4 separate regions of the Mus musculus genome follow, and all the other regions are linked to region 3. A link is a contact called in public promoter capture Hi-C data. All regions are on one chromosome and are shown on one strand. The core of a region is the stretch at or near the end of the contact, and the rest is flanking DNA. Distances in the headings are between cores, read along the strand shown. Region 1 holds the start of Stk3 (serine/threonine kinase 3). Region 2 holds the start of BC048602 (cDNA sequence BC048602). Region 3 holds the start of Kcns2 (K+ voltage-gated channel, subfamily S, 2). Region 4 holds the start of Rpl30 (ribosomal protein L30).

The links. Promoter capture Hi-C pulls out the DNA fragments that hold promoters and counts their contacts.
Region 1: a contact with region 3 is called in a promoter capture Hi-C map of pre-B cells, with 5 times the contacts expected there. The contact joins the promoter of Stk3 here to the promoter of Kcns2 in region 3. A contact is called at or near these places in 5 of 39 promoter capture datasets (the 3T3-L1 cell line, hippocampal neurons, liver and 2 more) and 2 of 9 other capture datasets (adipose tissue and liver).
Region 2: a contact with region 3 is called in a promoter capture Hi-C map of stem cell-derived epiblast-like cells, with 5 times the contacts expected there. The contact joins the promoter of BC048602 here to the promoter of Kcns2 in region 3. A contact is called at or near these places in 13 of 39 promoter capture datasets (the 3T3-L1 cell line, the C10 cell line, the SN4741 cell line and 8 more), 1 of 484 Hi-C or Micro-C datasets (embryonic stem cells) and 1 of 115 datasets of contacts at active chromatin or transcription factors (embryonic stem cells).
Region 4: a promoter capture Hi-C map of hippocampal neurons shows a contact between it and region 3, with 4 times the contacts expected there. The contact joins the promoter of Rpl30 here to the promoter of Kcns2 in region 3. A contact is called at or near these places in 5 of 39 promoter capture datasets (embryonic stem cells, hippocampal neurons, liver and 1 more), 1 of 484 Hi-C or Micro-C datasets (ventral hippocampal neurons) and 1 of 9 other capture datasets (pancreatic islet).

The regions. Positions count from the first base shown.
Region 1 is chr15:35,154,300-35,157,477 of GRCm38.p6, forward strand. Stk3 (serine/threonine kinase 3) reads right to left here and starts at 1,507. Exons shown (of 11, transcript NM_019635.2): 1 at 1,228-1,507. The coding sequence starts at 1,253.
Region 2 is chr15:35,326,872-35,329,881 of GRCm38.p6, forward strand. It overlaps BC048602 (cDNA sequence BC048602), which reads right to left and starts at 1,664. Exons shown (of 3, transcript NR_045280.1): 1 at 1,509-1,664. Gm33584 (a long non-coding RNA gene) reads left to right here and starts at 2,119. Exons shown (of 3, transcript XR_383923.3): 1 at 2,119-2,421; 2 at 2,643-2,732.
Region 3 is chr15:34,835,856-34,839,200 of GRCm38.p6, forward strand. It overlaps Kcns2 (K+ voltage-gated channel, subfamily S, 2), which reads left to right and starts at 1,500. Exons shown (of 2, transcript NM_181317.4): 1 at 1,500-1,997; 2 at 2,595-3,345. The coding sequence starts at 2,638. It overlaps Gm32970 (a long non-coding RNA gene), which reads right to left and starts at 2,820. Exons shown (of 7, transcript XR_383919.3): 1 at 2,484-2,820.
Region 4 is chr15:34,441,694-34,444,564 of GRCm38.p6, forward strand. Rpl30 (ribosomal protein L30) reads right to left here and starts at 1,583. Exons shown (of 5, transcript NM_001163485.1): 1 at 1,492-1,583; 2 at 1,332-1,384; 3 at 942-1,087. The coding sequence starts at 1,352.

The sequences.
Region 1 (3,178 bases), core at 257-2,756, 320 kb after region 3:
TCCCCTTTACTGCCCTTCCAAAACAGAAAGAAAAAAAAGTTTCAGGTTTTCTTCTGTTATTGTGGGGAAGGCGAGTATCCAGGGACTACCAGAGGAAAGACACCAATAACATGCTAGAATCTAACAACTGACTTGCTTCCAGGGCCCAGAAGGATAGCCTGTCCCTTCTGGGAAACTGTCCACATCCTCCCCTTTTTTGCATCTGAACAGATGGTTTCCAGAAACCAAGGCTCACATGTCTAATCACACAATTCACAACGGTTCTCAAAGTGCCTACCTTTTTAACGATTCCACCTCATGAGTCTAACACCTTACATCTAAATATCTCTAGATATTAGAGCACATGAAGACTTTAATCTTCACTATAGCACTCTCTTAGACAGTTTTGTAAATTATAAATGAAAGTGAGGTTAAATGTTTTACCCAGCGTCAAACAATTATTTTATTCATTCATGGAGAACAGGGAGAAGACATTATGAACGTTTATCAATGGACATTTAGTTTCCTAAGATGATTGAAATGATTAGTTCAAACATATTGTACACAGATGCATCCAATATGTCCATGATTAAACATAAACAATATATAGCATACCAAAGTATCACTGTTTTTATGTGCAAAACTATATGGGGGAGAGGTTCTAAGTTAACATTCCATCTATCTTGGATCCATAAATTCTTTAGAACTTTGGGGGGAGGGGGGAAACACCTGTCATTGCTGCACATCCATAATGTTTTACATTCTGCGTGGCTATTAATATACTTAATTCCTTAAACTGTAAATAAGCGATCTGTCTTCACAAAGTGAATGGTTATATTATTAAGAAGACTTGATCGAGAGAGAGAGAGAGAGAGAGAGAGAGAGAGAGAGTGTGAGAGAGAGAGAGAGAGAGAGAGAGAGAGAGAATAAGAGAAGCGTGCATTGATGTCCTTATCTCCAGGTTTCTGGAATTTACTACTCAAACCCTCCTAGCCACCAGAAGGGCCGGGAACCCAGCGAGGGCCACTCAATTTGCGGCGCACCAGGCCCTCAAGACGTCGGCACGGAGACTCGGCGTCCCCTCTGGGTCCCTGGCCTCGCAGAGGGACGGAGCCGAACGGTGGGCGCCTGGACCAGGCTGCGCTCAGCGCCGAGCAGGCGGGGACAGGGTCGCGGCGGCAGGCCGGGCCTAGTAGCCCCCGCCCCGCGCCGCTGCTTCCGTCCTCATCCCGCTCCCGCCGTCGTTACCTCTTGGACGCCGGCGGCTGCTCCATGGCGGCCGGTGGCAGAAAGAAGGGCCGAATGGACCGTGAAGGCCGTAGGGAGGAAAGGAGCCCGGGAGCAGCCGGCCGAACGCAAGGGATCACACCGGGAAACTCGAACCAACTTTCACGTAACTCCGCGGCGGATCTCCCTCCCGCTCCTCAACGCGGTTCCTCCCGGCCGCCCCGCCCCGCCCCTCGGCCGTGGCCTGCAGCTCCGAGCTGGTGGGAAGAGGCCGGCGCAGCGAGGGTGGGCGGGACGGAGCGCGGACAGGGAGGGTGGGCGGAGCGTGTCCCGGGAAAGTGGGCGGAACCTAGCGCGGTCCAGAAGAGTGGGCGGGCCCTAGCTCAGCCAGGGATAGTGAACAGGATGCGCCCTGGAAGGCGGGCGGGCCTTAGCAGGGCTAGGGAGGGTGGGCGGAGCGCAGCCCGGGAAGGGTGGGCGGGTCCAAGCGCTGGTGAGAGTAGTGGAGAAAGGCCACCAAAAGGAGTGCCCAGCTCAGAAAGAAGATGTCTTGCTACCAGAGTGAGACTTTGGCAACCCAAAAGCTACTGTGCTGGTGGAGGGGTGCTAGTCCACTAGAGATTTGACTCATTTCTCAGGATTCCCCAAGAATACATGCCAATCATCTTGTAAATCTGTTTGAAGTAAAACTGCCCTCACTTCCCTCTCTTGTCCTGTTTATAATTATTAGTTATTATTAGCTACGTTCCCCTGCCCCCCAAGCCAATTGGCATTTGTAACTATAGTAGTTGGGATACTTCTGGAAATTCTGGTTGATTTTGATTGTATACAAGCATAATAATTACAGTCCAATGACAGAAAATATTTACTGCAGTGATCTCTTGGTGCACAAATTTAGAACACCAGAGTCTTGCTGGATGCCCTGTTGGGTAACATGGAAAGCCCATGACTAGTTATAGTGCTTGGAAAAAGATACTAAAGGAATATCTTTCTTTTTTTCTTGGGTCCCCGACCCCGACAGCCCTAACCCCCATTGAACTTGACCCCTTACACATTCATTTGTCTACTATTTAACCATAAAATACACACACACATCTTCTCACAACTATACAAATGAGTTTGCTTATTTTTTTTTCTAGAATATTCTTTAAAACGAATTGGGCAAAGTTTTCTTAGAGGTTGGAGCCATGTGTATGAAGTCAATATTAGTCAAAATGAGTATCAACTGAAACTAAATAAGACACACACCTTGATATCTATTTCATCTACTCAGGACAATAGGAACAATAACAAAAACTAAGTGATTAAAATGTCAATACTGGGCCATGAGGGGGTTCTGTAAGCAAAGGCACTTGCCACACAATCCTGATGAGTCTACAAGTGTAAAGAGAGAACAGACTTTACAAAGTTGTCCTTGGCTTACACACACACACACCCTTGCCACATCTCTCTCACACATGCACACACTTCCACACCCTCATCATGCACACACACAGTAATGCCAGCCTTTATATATATGAGTATGCTGTAATTTTCCTCAGACATACCAGAAGACGGCATCAGATCCCACTACAAATGGTTGTGAGCCGCATGTGGTTGCTGGGAATTGAACTCACATCCTCTGGAACAGAAGTCAGTGCTCTTAACCATTGAACCCCAGTACCAGCTTTTAAAATGTCAGTACTGGGAATCACCACTGAAACTCTCCTGCCCACCTCGCATTCTCCTAACTTCCACATCAACCTCATTTTTTTCCTGTTTCAGCAGAAAGCATCTTGAGAAGTTCATCTCATGATTTTTTTTCAATTTATCAAACATTAAGATGGGCTCAGTTTATCATCCTTTACAATGGGTTCCTTGTCTTAGCAACTTTATCCTCCAGGAAGTCATCCCAGTCCAGCCAAGCACAGCAGTCAGTGGTGTTGGCGGCATATGCTTATGATTGGTGCTCTGTGCTGAACATTTTCTTCTC
Region 2 (3,010 bases), core at 414-2,913, 490 kb after region 3:
AAAGCTTGCTGCTGCTCTTAGCAGCGAGATCCCACTTTGGGGTACCTTCGAGTGTTTGGTGTCTTTACATCTCCTCCTTCCCCTCCCAGATTGGAATGTCAGTTCAAAATTGAAAAGTAAAAGTGAAAATTTCAGGTTTGCGGACCTCGCATTTTAAAAGGAAGTGGAAAGGCTGGACTCTCAGTTCTTGGCTACTAATAAAGGTAATAGACTTCATTAAAAATCCTTCAGGCTCTGGAACAAAATGTCTATTAAGATTTGGCATAATTTGTTGAAATAAGGATTTTTACAATACATTTTTTTTGTTTACTGCTGAGAGATCACATGTCAGTAACCTAGGAACCAGGCAAAGTCAATCCAATTTATAAATAAACTTTCAAAACATTTATAACAATACTGTTTATAATAATAGCCTTTATCAGACTATCAAAATTATATGATTGGGGTTTCGTTGAATCATTTGCTAATCTACTGTTAGAGAAATAATGCAAAGATGAAATGAATTATTTAATTTATTGCCATGCTTAAATGCAGGGCCAAATTCTAATGGAGACTAGTGTGTAAACTCTGATCAGAGATTAGAAGAAATCTCCAAATCTGATGTCTTGTGGCCAGTATAGAGCCCCCAGTCCTGTGTAAATCATGGGTCCGCCTCAGTTATATGTGGTCTAGCCTCAGAGGGATAGGTTTCCCATTAAAGCAAACAGAGCCAGAGTTCGGTTTTCAAAGTGATTTGTGTCATTTTGAACAATTATTTGGCAGTGATTATAAATGACAGAATTCATGGGACATGAAGAAACCTGTCATCTGTTAATGTTTACTCTAATGTGTACGTGCATAATTCCCTAGCATAGCTTCCATTTCAAAGAAAATTCCCAGTGGCCCTATTGCAGCATGATTTGGAGATAATGTTGTTCTGGCCAAAATTAACCACGTCAGGACCTCAAAACATTAAACTTAAGATCTGTATGATTAGGGTTTTTTTTTTTTTTTTTTTTTTTTTTTTTTTTTTTTGTGGGTGGGTCAATGGCTATGGTTCAAGCAGATGTTAACGAGTTAGGCATCTTCCCAGGCTCTGCTAAACACAAAGCTTCAACCCGGTATACATGTGTCTGGTAGTGGAAGTCTACTGATCCTGTCCCCCAAACAAGGATAAAGTAAAGCTAGGTTAAATAGGTCTTTCTCTTTGGTAAGGTTAGATTAGGTTAAATAGCTTAGGAAAATTACATTGGAAACTAAATCTATTTAGCAAATGACCTTAAATTTGTGTAGCATTATTTATGAACCTCACCAAGATCCGCAGTGAACTGTCTGAAGCAGATACCTTGTTTGTTTTACTAGCAGCAACATAAGGCTCACTCACAGCTCTAGTTTATATCTGAAGTATAGGACAGCGCCAGGGCACAGCCGCCAGATTTGGTGTCTTAGTTTGAGTTTTATTGCTGTGAAGAGACACCGCGATCACAGCAACTCTTATGAAGAAAAACATTTAATTGGGGCTGGCTTACAGTTTCAGAGGTTCAGTCCATTGTCATCATGTCAGGAAGCATGGCAGCCTGCAGGTAGACATGGTGCTAGAGAGGGGCTGAGAGACAGGAAGAGGCAGTGAGCCACTAGGTCTGACTTCAGCTTCTGAGGCCTCCAAGCCCACCCCTTAGTGAAGCACTTCCTCCAATAGGGCAACACTTACGTCCACAGGGCCACGCCTCCTAACAGTGCCACTTCCTGTGGGCATATGAGAGCCATTTTCATTCAGACCGTCACATAGGGCTAGAAATATATTCTTTTATATATTTACCACTTGAACAGTACATTTTAAGTTGAAGTTTCCCCATCTCATTCTTTTCAAATTAGCCAATAGCCACCTTACTTCGATAAGGATATCATGAAGAAAATGACTGATTAAAATGTTGCAAAGACTCTGATTAAAAAATCGAGTCCACCACCGTCAGAATGTCCTCCACAGTAAGCAAACACCACTCTCCAGAGGCTACTTCTGCTCTTTGTTCTGTTAGTTTCATAAATTTGGAATGCAGCTCTTTGCTTAGCATTTGGATATGTCTCCTTATAGATTCCAATTTCATAAGTGAAGAGAATATATTTATACATCTTTTTAATAGATGTAGCATTATTCCTGTAGGGAATTAATCTTCACTGTGGACTTCCTGAGCTTACTGTCACCTAGGAGACAGACCTCTGGGTATGTCTATGACGGCATTTCTGGAGAAGTTTATCTGAGACTTACAATGACTGAGTGGAGGTGGCTGGGGTTCTAGACTGCGCACAAGGGAAAGGGGAGCGTCAGTATTTCCTGGCCTCCAGACGTGAGGAGTGGCAGCTGTGTGTGCGTGCTGCCAGGACCTCTGTTACAGCTTCCTGGCCCTGATGGACCTTCCTTCTGAACCTGAGAGTCGTTGAGAGGTAATGTATCACACCAGCAAGTGAGGTAATGAACACAGTACCCTACATGCTTGAACTTTAGTGGGTGTGATAAACACATGATAGTAAATGAGATTTATGTCTTCCTCATCTCTTTGCAAATTCTATTCACTCCTCAACGCCTGACTTAAATGCTACATCTTTAAAGTTCTCTAATCTCTCCCACCACTAAATTCTCTAATGCCCTGTGCTCTTCTCCCTAGTGCATTCATTCATCGTGTTCCAGGTGTGTAAGAGGAGTGTGTGCTCGAGCCCCACTCTCCCTAAAGGACGGAAGCTCCGCACAGTCAGCAGTCAGTGTCTTTGTGTGCCTTGAATGGTATCACTAAATGACAGAACCCAACATGTACAATCCAGTATGAATTCATGCAAATCCCTTATAAAGTTAAGTAAAAAACATATTATAAAGTTTAAAAGCAAGTAAAATTTAGATATCCAAAAATAGCTCATTGGAACTAGGGAAACTGCTCAGTGGGTAGCCTGTTTGGCTGCACAGTGTGAGAGATGGAGTTTAGATCTGCAGTACCCATGTAACAAGGCTGGCAGGAGTGGCAGCCCCCTCATAATCCCA
Region 3 (3,345 bases), core at 250-2,749:
TCAAAAAAATAAGACAGGGATAGGGGGATGGATTGGGAGAGGAAAGAGGGCAGCAAGGCAGTAGTAGATAGGGTGACATGAATAAAGCACAGTGATAAATGCATGAAGATGGCAGATACCAACTGGCAGATCACTCCCTACACACACACACACACACACACACACACACACACCAGCACCACCGCCACCACCACTGTTGCCACTACTAGCATCAAACATCAAAGAACGGAAGCTCACATGAACCACACCACATTATTCTTCTTCCCATATGGAACTGCTTTTGCAGGAAGACCCACACTCACAGAAGCTTCAGAGACATGGGTGTAGCGTCCTTTTAGTGAGGACACATGTAACCAATGCACACATCATATATGCTCAAAGGTGAGTGGCTGATACAAAGACTCATACTTGGATCCACTGATCCAACACAAAACTAGATCAAGGATTCTTTTCAGACCCTCTGAGGGAGCTTAAAGCAGGCTAGTCTTTTGCACTGTTTGCATAGTTCTGGGGATCAATACCTAGGGCCTTGTACATACCAGACAAATGCTCTGACCGGAGTTCAGCTCCAACCCATCAAACAATCTAGAGCCAGAACACCTCTCAATTCAGGTGGCACCCTTAGAGCCACATATGAAGAATGTGTTTCTCGTGGTTGCACTGTTTTTCCTGAGTCTGGAGCCACCTTATAAGAACTGTCCTATTACTTCTGACCAAGACATGAGGACACCAGCTCTCTGCTAACAATGCATGCCACAGTCTGAAAATGAGGACCATGTATTTGCTCAGAGACCAGGGGGATACCAAGGAATAAGGGTCTATTTCTTGGCTTGGCCAATATGAGGGCCCTATGTCTTATGATTGGGAATTCTGTGCTGAAGTCAGTGTTTATACAGCACACAGTTTCTCACACTGTATGCACATACCACACTAATGCATGTCCAGATCCTCATACATGGCACACTGTATGCATCTTCGCATCCATCAGAAGACATATTTGTCAATACTTTACACAGATTTTGGGTAGTCCTACTCCTCAGATTGCACACACGCACAGAACTCCAAGTACTCCTCTGAAGCTCACACTGGCTTGTACATACACGGTATCATGCAGAGTTCTCAAACAGAACTCCATTACTCCTCCCCATGCCAACAGGACCTGTGCACACACCCAAGCTCCTGCCCCACCCATATCCCTGCCACAGCTCAACCTCAGTCTTCTCTGACAGCTCCCATTTTCCGATAACCCCATTTCCAGGTATAGGAAACTTTTCTTCAGGTTTCTAAAAGAGGAAGCCGAAGCCGGTAGATCATTCCGTTGCTGCCCTATCCGCCCTATACATAAAAGCCATCCTTCATTCTCCAGTCTGTTTCCTACAGACCCGGCGAGGGAGGAAAGTCACTGTAGGCAACCCTCTGTCTGAGCCCTGGGGGTGCTGACAATAACAGCTGTCCCTGGAGGATGCCGAGGGAGGGGGAAAAGGTGTCAGCTCCGTGCAAAGCTGGGGGGCGCCCGAAGAACAGAATGATGCTCCGGAACGTCTCAAGAGTCTGGGCGGCGACTGTGCCCCGGGCTGGCGCGCTCGGAGCTGTCCGTTCAGCACCACCGCGCAGCACCAGGCTCAAGGCCCTCTGCAAGGCGCACCGGCTCGGTTCCCGCCCCCGCTCCACGGGCGCCTGCGGCGTGGGCTCCTGCCTCTCGTGGTGGGTGAGGGGCGCGCAGATCGGAAGAGGGGGGCTCCACGAGCGTCGGGGCCACGCAGCCACCTGTGAGCCTCTCGCGGATGTGGGCGGTGGTGTGTGCGGCCGGAGACTGAAGGAGGCGCACGGTGGACCCCGCCTGCCCGGTGGCGGGGCACACAGACAAGCACTCACATCTACATCCTCGCACCCGCGCGCACTCGCGCAGCCAGCCAACGGCGTCCACCGCGGTGATGCTTGCCAGCAGGTCGGGGAAGTTTCCCGCCGGCCTCTGCCGCGGGCTCCCGTGCACCCAGGTAAGCGCTTTTAGAACGCGCAAGGCGAGCTCCGGGAAGGCGCAGCGCACGCGGCCGGGGAGCACGGCGCCAGAAGGGCGCGGGGGTGGTGGTAGGAAGGGGGCTGGGAATGGAATCGGTCCTTGAAGGCTGGAGATCTGGGACGCTGAGTTGACCCTTTTAGCCCTCGGCCCAGATTTACAGATTAGAGCGGTGAATTTCCTTGCCTCCTCCCAAATCTCCGCGCCCCCTTCTTGGCCCAGCCCTGCCAGTGCGCATCTCAGCTTGGGTCCCGCCTGTCTGCGGCGAGAGGGCGGGGGCGTCTCCTTGGTCTGCTCACAGGCAAGGTCAGCACACAGCCCCCTTGGGCTTTCAGAGCCGACAGGCGCCACTCCCTGGAGGAGGTGGAGGCCCGGGTGTACTCGTGGAAACATACACCCTTGTCTTGCCTTGGGAAGGGAGTCAACTCCCATAGACCCATTCCTGCACCCCAGTGCTGGACCTCACCTAGAGACCCTGCTGGAGAGGCCAGTCAGATGAGGGTGAAGAGAAAACAAGAGAAAGACTTGGGGTGGGGAGTGCCGGCGCTCACATAGATGCTGTTCCCTCTGCTTTCAGGTGTAGCGCCCCCGCGCGGCGCGGGCGCCTGGGCATCTCCAGCATGACCCGCCAGAGCCTGTGGGATGTGTCCGATACCGACGTCGAGGATGGAGAGATCCGCATCAATGTGGGTGGCTTCAAGAGACGGCTGCGTTCCCATACGCTGCTGCGCTTCCCTGAGACACGCCTGGGCCGTCTGCTCCTCTGCCACTCGCGAGAGGCCATTCTGGAACTCTGCGATGACTACGATGACGTTCAGCGTGAGTTCTACTTCGACCGTAACCCCGAGCTCTTCCCCTATGTGTTGCATTTCTACCACACCGGCAAGCTTCACGTCATGGCTGAGCTGTGCGTCTTCTCCTTCAGCCAGGAGATCGAGTACTGGGGTATCAATGAGTTCTTCATCGACTCTTGCTGCAGCTATAGCTATCACGGCCGCAAAGTGGAACCTGAGCAGGAGAAATGGGACGAGCAGAGTGACCAGGAAAGCACCACTTCCTCCTTCGATGAGATCTTGGCCTTCTATAATGATGCTTCCAAGTTCGATGGGCAACCCCTGGGCAACTTCCGCAGGCAGCTGTGGCTGGCGTTGGACAACCCAGGCTACTCAGTCCTAAGCAGGGTCTTCAGTGTCCTTTCCATCTTGGTGGTGTTGGGCTCCATCATCACCATGTGCCTCAATAGCCTGCCAGACTTCCAAATCCCTGATAGCCAGGGTAACCCCGGTGAAGACCCCAGGTTCGAAATTGTGGAGCACTTTGGCATTGCT
Region 4 (2,871 bases), core at 333-2,832, 390 kb before region 3:
CTGCTCTTAAGAAAGTTCAGTTTCCAGCATTCACATCAGCCACCTCACAACACCAGGAGAATCTCGTGTCAGCAACAAGTATATACTCCATTTTAATCAAACGAAGGCAAAGAATAATAGGAAGGTGGAGTGGAGGGTCAGAAACCTAAAAAAGTAAGCCCTCTTAAACCACCTACTATACAGTGAATACTACATAAGGGCTGCTGATAATATTACCCAAAAAATAAATACTTCAGTGCCAAGTTAAAGGATACAAATTGTTAAGATTTGAAAGTTCCACAGAACCTTGAGCTTAGAATGTGGCCCCACATACCAACAGTGCTCCAAAGTGCTTATGAGAAATGAACTTGAAGCTCCAGCCTGGACCCACTGAGTCTGAGCTTGTAATTTAGTAATGAATGTCTACGCTGCCACTATGAATCGACTGGCAAAGGTTTAAAATAAGACCAAACATTCCAAACTCTGCCACTAAGTATAGACACCTACATAAAAGGCTGAAGAGGTGTACAATTGCCATAGAAAAATCAAGGAGCGTATACTACACAAGCTTCTTCAGCTTACTTAAAATACTTGTTAGGTTCGAGTTAAAATAGTTAATCAAGAATGAACGTGTTCAGAAAATTGGACCCTGCCAAATAGGTGATTTCATGATACCATCACCTCCATAATCCAGCCAGAATTTTTCTAAACTAAAACAGGCACATGAAGCGGAGTGTTAACACTTCAAACCTTGAAAAATTCGGGATCGGGCTTCCCCCAGTCTGCGTGTATCATTTGTATACCTCCTGTCACACAACGTGCCTCAAAGGTACATTTACAAAAAACACACACAAAGCAAGGTCCAAACATCAGAAAGCAACCATCATTATTCTTCTTCCCAATGCTGGATACTGCACAGTGAATTTACAATAGGCTGCACACATCCAGGTTCCCTCCATTACCTCAAAGCTGGACAGTTGTTGGCAAGGATAACCAACTTCGCTTTGCCTTGTCTGATCATCTTCAGAGTCTGCTTGTAGCCCAGCACGTACTTCCCACTTTTCATAACAAGTTGGAGCCTAGAGTTGATCGACTCCAGAGACTTTTTCTACAATGCAAACGTTTGAGACTTGAACACCACTTGCAGTCATCTAAAACCAAACTCAGTTCCAGATTTCTGGAACTGAACCCTTTCATGATGTCTGAGACCATACAAAGAGCCTCTCGGATTCACTTTGAGACCCTGAAACGTCAGCGACAAGTCGTCCACCCAGTGTGCTCAAATCTATCCGCCCCGGCCCGACCCAGCTCTCCACGTGAACCGGCTTCCGGGCCCGATCGGCTTCACTCACCGTCTTCTTTGCGGCCACCATCTTCCTGCCTTAGGTGCGGGACAACCCCCAACCTAGCATACACAGAGGACAGAAGAGAGGATTATAATCCAGAGCGTCAAACACCAGCTAGCGGAGCTCCCCGAGCCGCCTAATCGTTTACCCCGCAGAGCTCACTCACCAACACCAGCCGCCAAGATGGCCGGGGAGCGAGAAAGGAAGGAGCTCCCACAATGCAAAGCTCTTCTAGGCCGACAGAGGATTGTGGGACCGGAAGCGGAAGAGAAGCCGGTCCGGGTCACAAGCAGAACAGCGCTTGCGAGAGTAGTCTGCGGTAGTTGGTTGCTATGGGGACCGGGTTACAACGCAGGCTGGGCTGCTGCGGCGTCTGGGCTCCGGCCTTCGGTTCTGGGCGTTTGTTCTGCTGCAGCGGGCTGACACCGCGGAGAGCCGGAGCTCGATGGGAGCTGACGACGAGGCCCAGGGCTCCGTGGCGAGGCGGCAGCGACCTGGCCTCTCCTGGGCTGGTCTCCGCCTGACGTTGTCTTGGGCGTGCTCCGGAAGGACCCCGGGCCGCCGGTTTACCCCGTGACTGCTCACCAGGAGCGGAGGCATCTCTGTCCACCCGCCGCTGATCTTCCTGTTTGCCGCTCCGTAGGACACACACCCCTTTTGCGGCGGTTTTATACCGTGTACTTGGGAGCCTACTTTGCACAGGGACCACAATTGAAAAAAAAAAAAAAAAAACCTGGTGAAGTGGCTGACGGGTAAATGCGCTTGTCGCTAAGTAGACGAATGAGTTCCAAACCCACGTGGTGGGAGGGGAGCGCCAAGTCCAGCAGGTTTTTCTTTGGCCTGCGCTTGAATGCTCACATACGTATACAGAAGTAAAGAAATAGTCGCAATACGAATAATTTAAAAAATCATTTTGCTACGAAACTTGGGCCGTTGTATAAATGTAGCATTCAAGGAAAAAAAAAAAAAACCTTGAAAGCCTCTACTATTTACGCACTAGCACCAACGAAAACCCAGGGCTGTTGAGATTGTTCAGTCAGTAAAGTGTGCTTGCCTTGCAAGCGTGGGGACCTGCATTTTATGCCTAAACCTCTCTGTCAATCCCCAGCCCCCAAAAGTCTGGCATGGTTGTGCACACTTGTAACTCCATTTGTGGAACAGATTCCCCAAGGCTGGCTAGCCAGCCAACCTAGTCTAACCTGTCAGCTCCAGGTCTCAAAGATCTTGTGAAAAATAAGGTGGACAACTACCGAGTAAGTACCCAGAAGTTGACCTGTGACCTCTGCCCAACTGCACAAGCACCTGTGCCACCAAATTTATATAAGCATGAAAAAGGAAACCCAGGGTAGTAGGTAAGCTGTATGGTGAGTTACTTTGCCCTGGAGGTTAGGAAAGGGAAGAACAACCCTGCCTCCCCTTAATTAAAATAACTTTAAAAACATCCATGAGTCATGCGGGTCGAGATGATCTATACCTATAATCCCACCCGGAGCTGGCAATCTCTGTGAGTTGATCTTTTGGAAAAAGAAAAAAAACGGAAACTAAA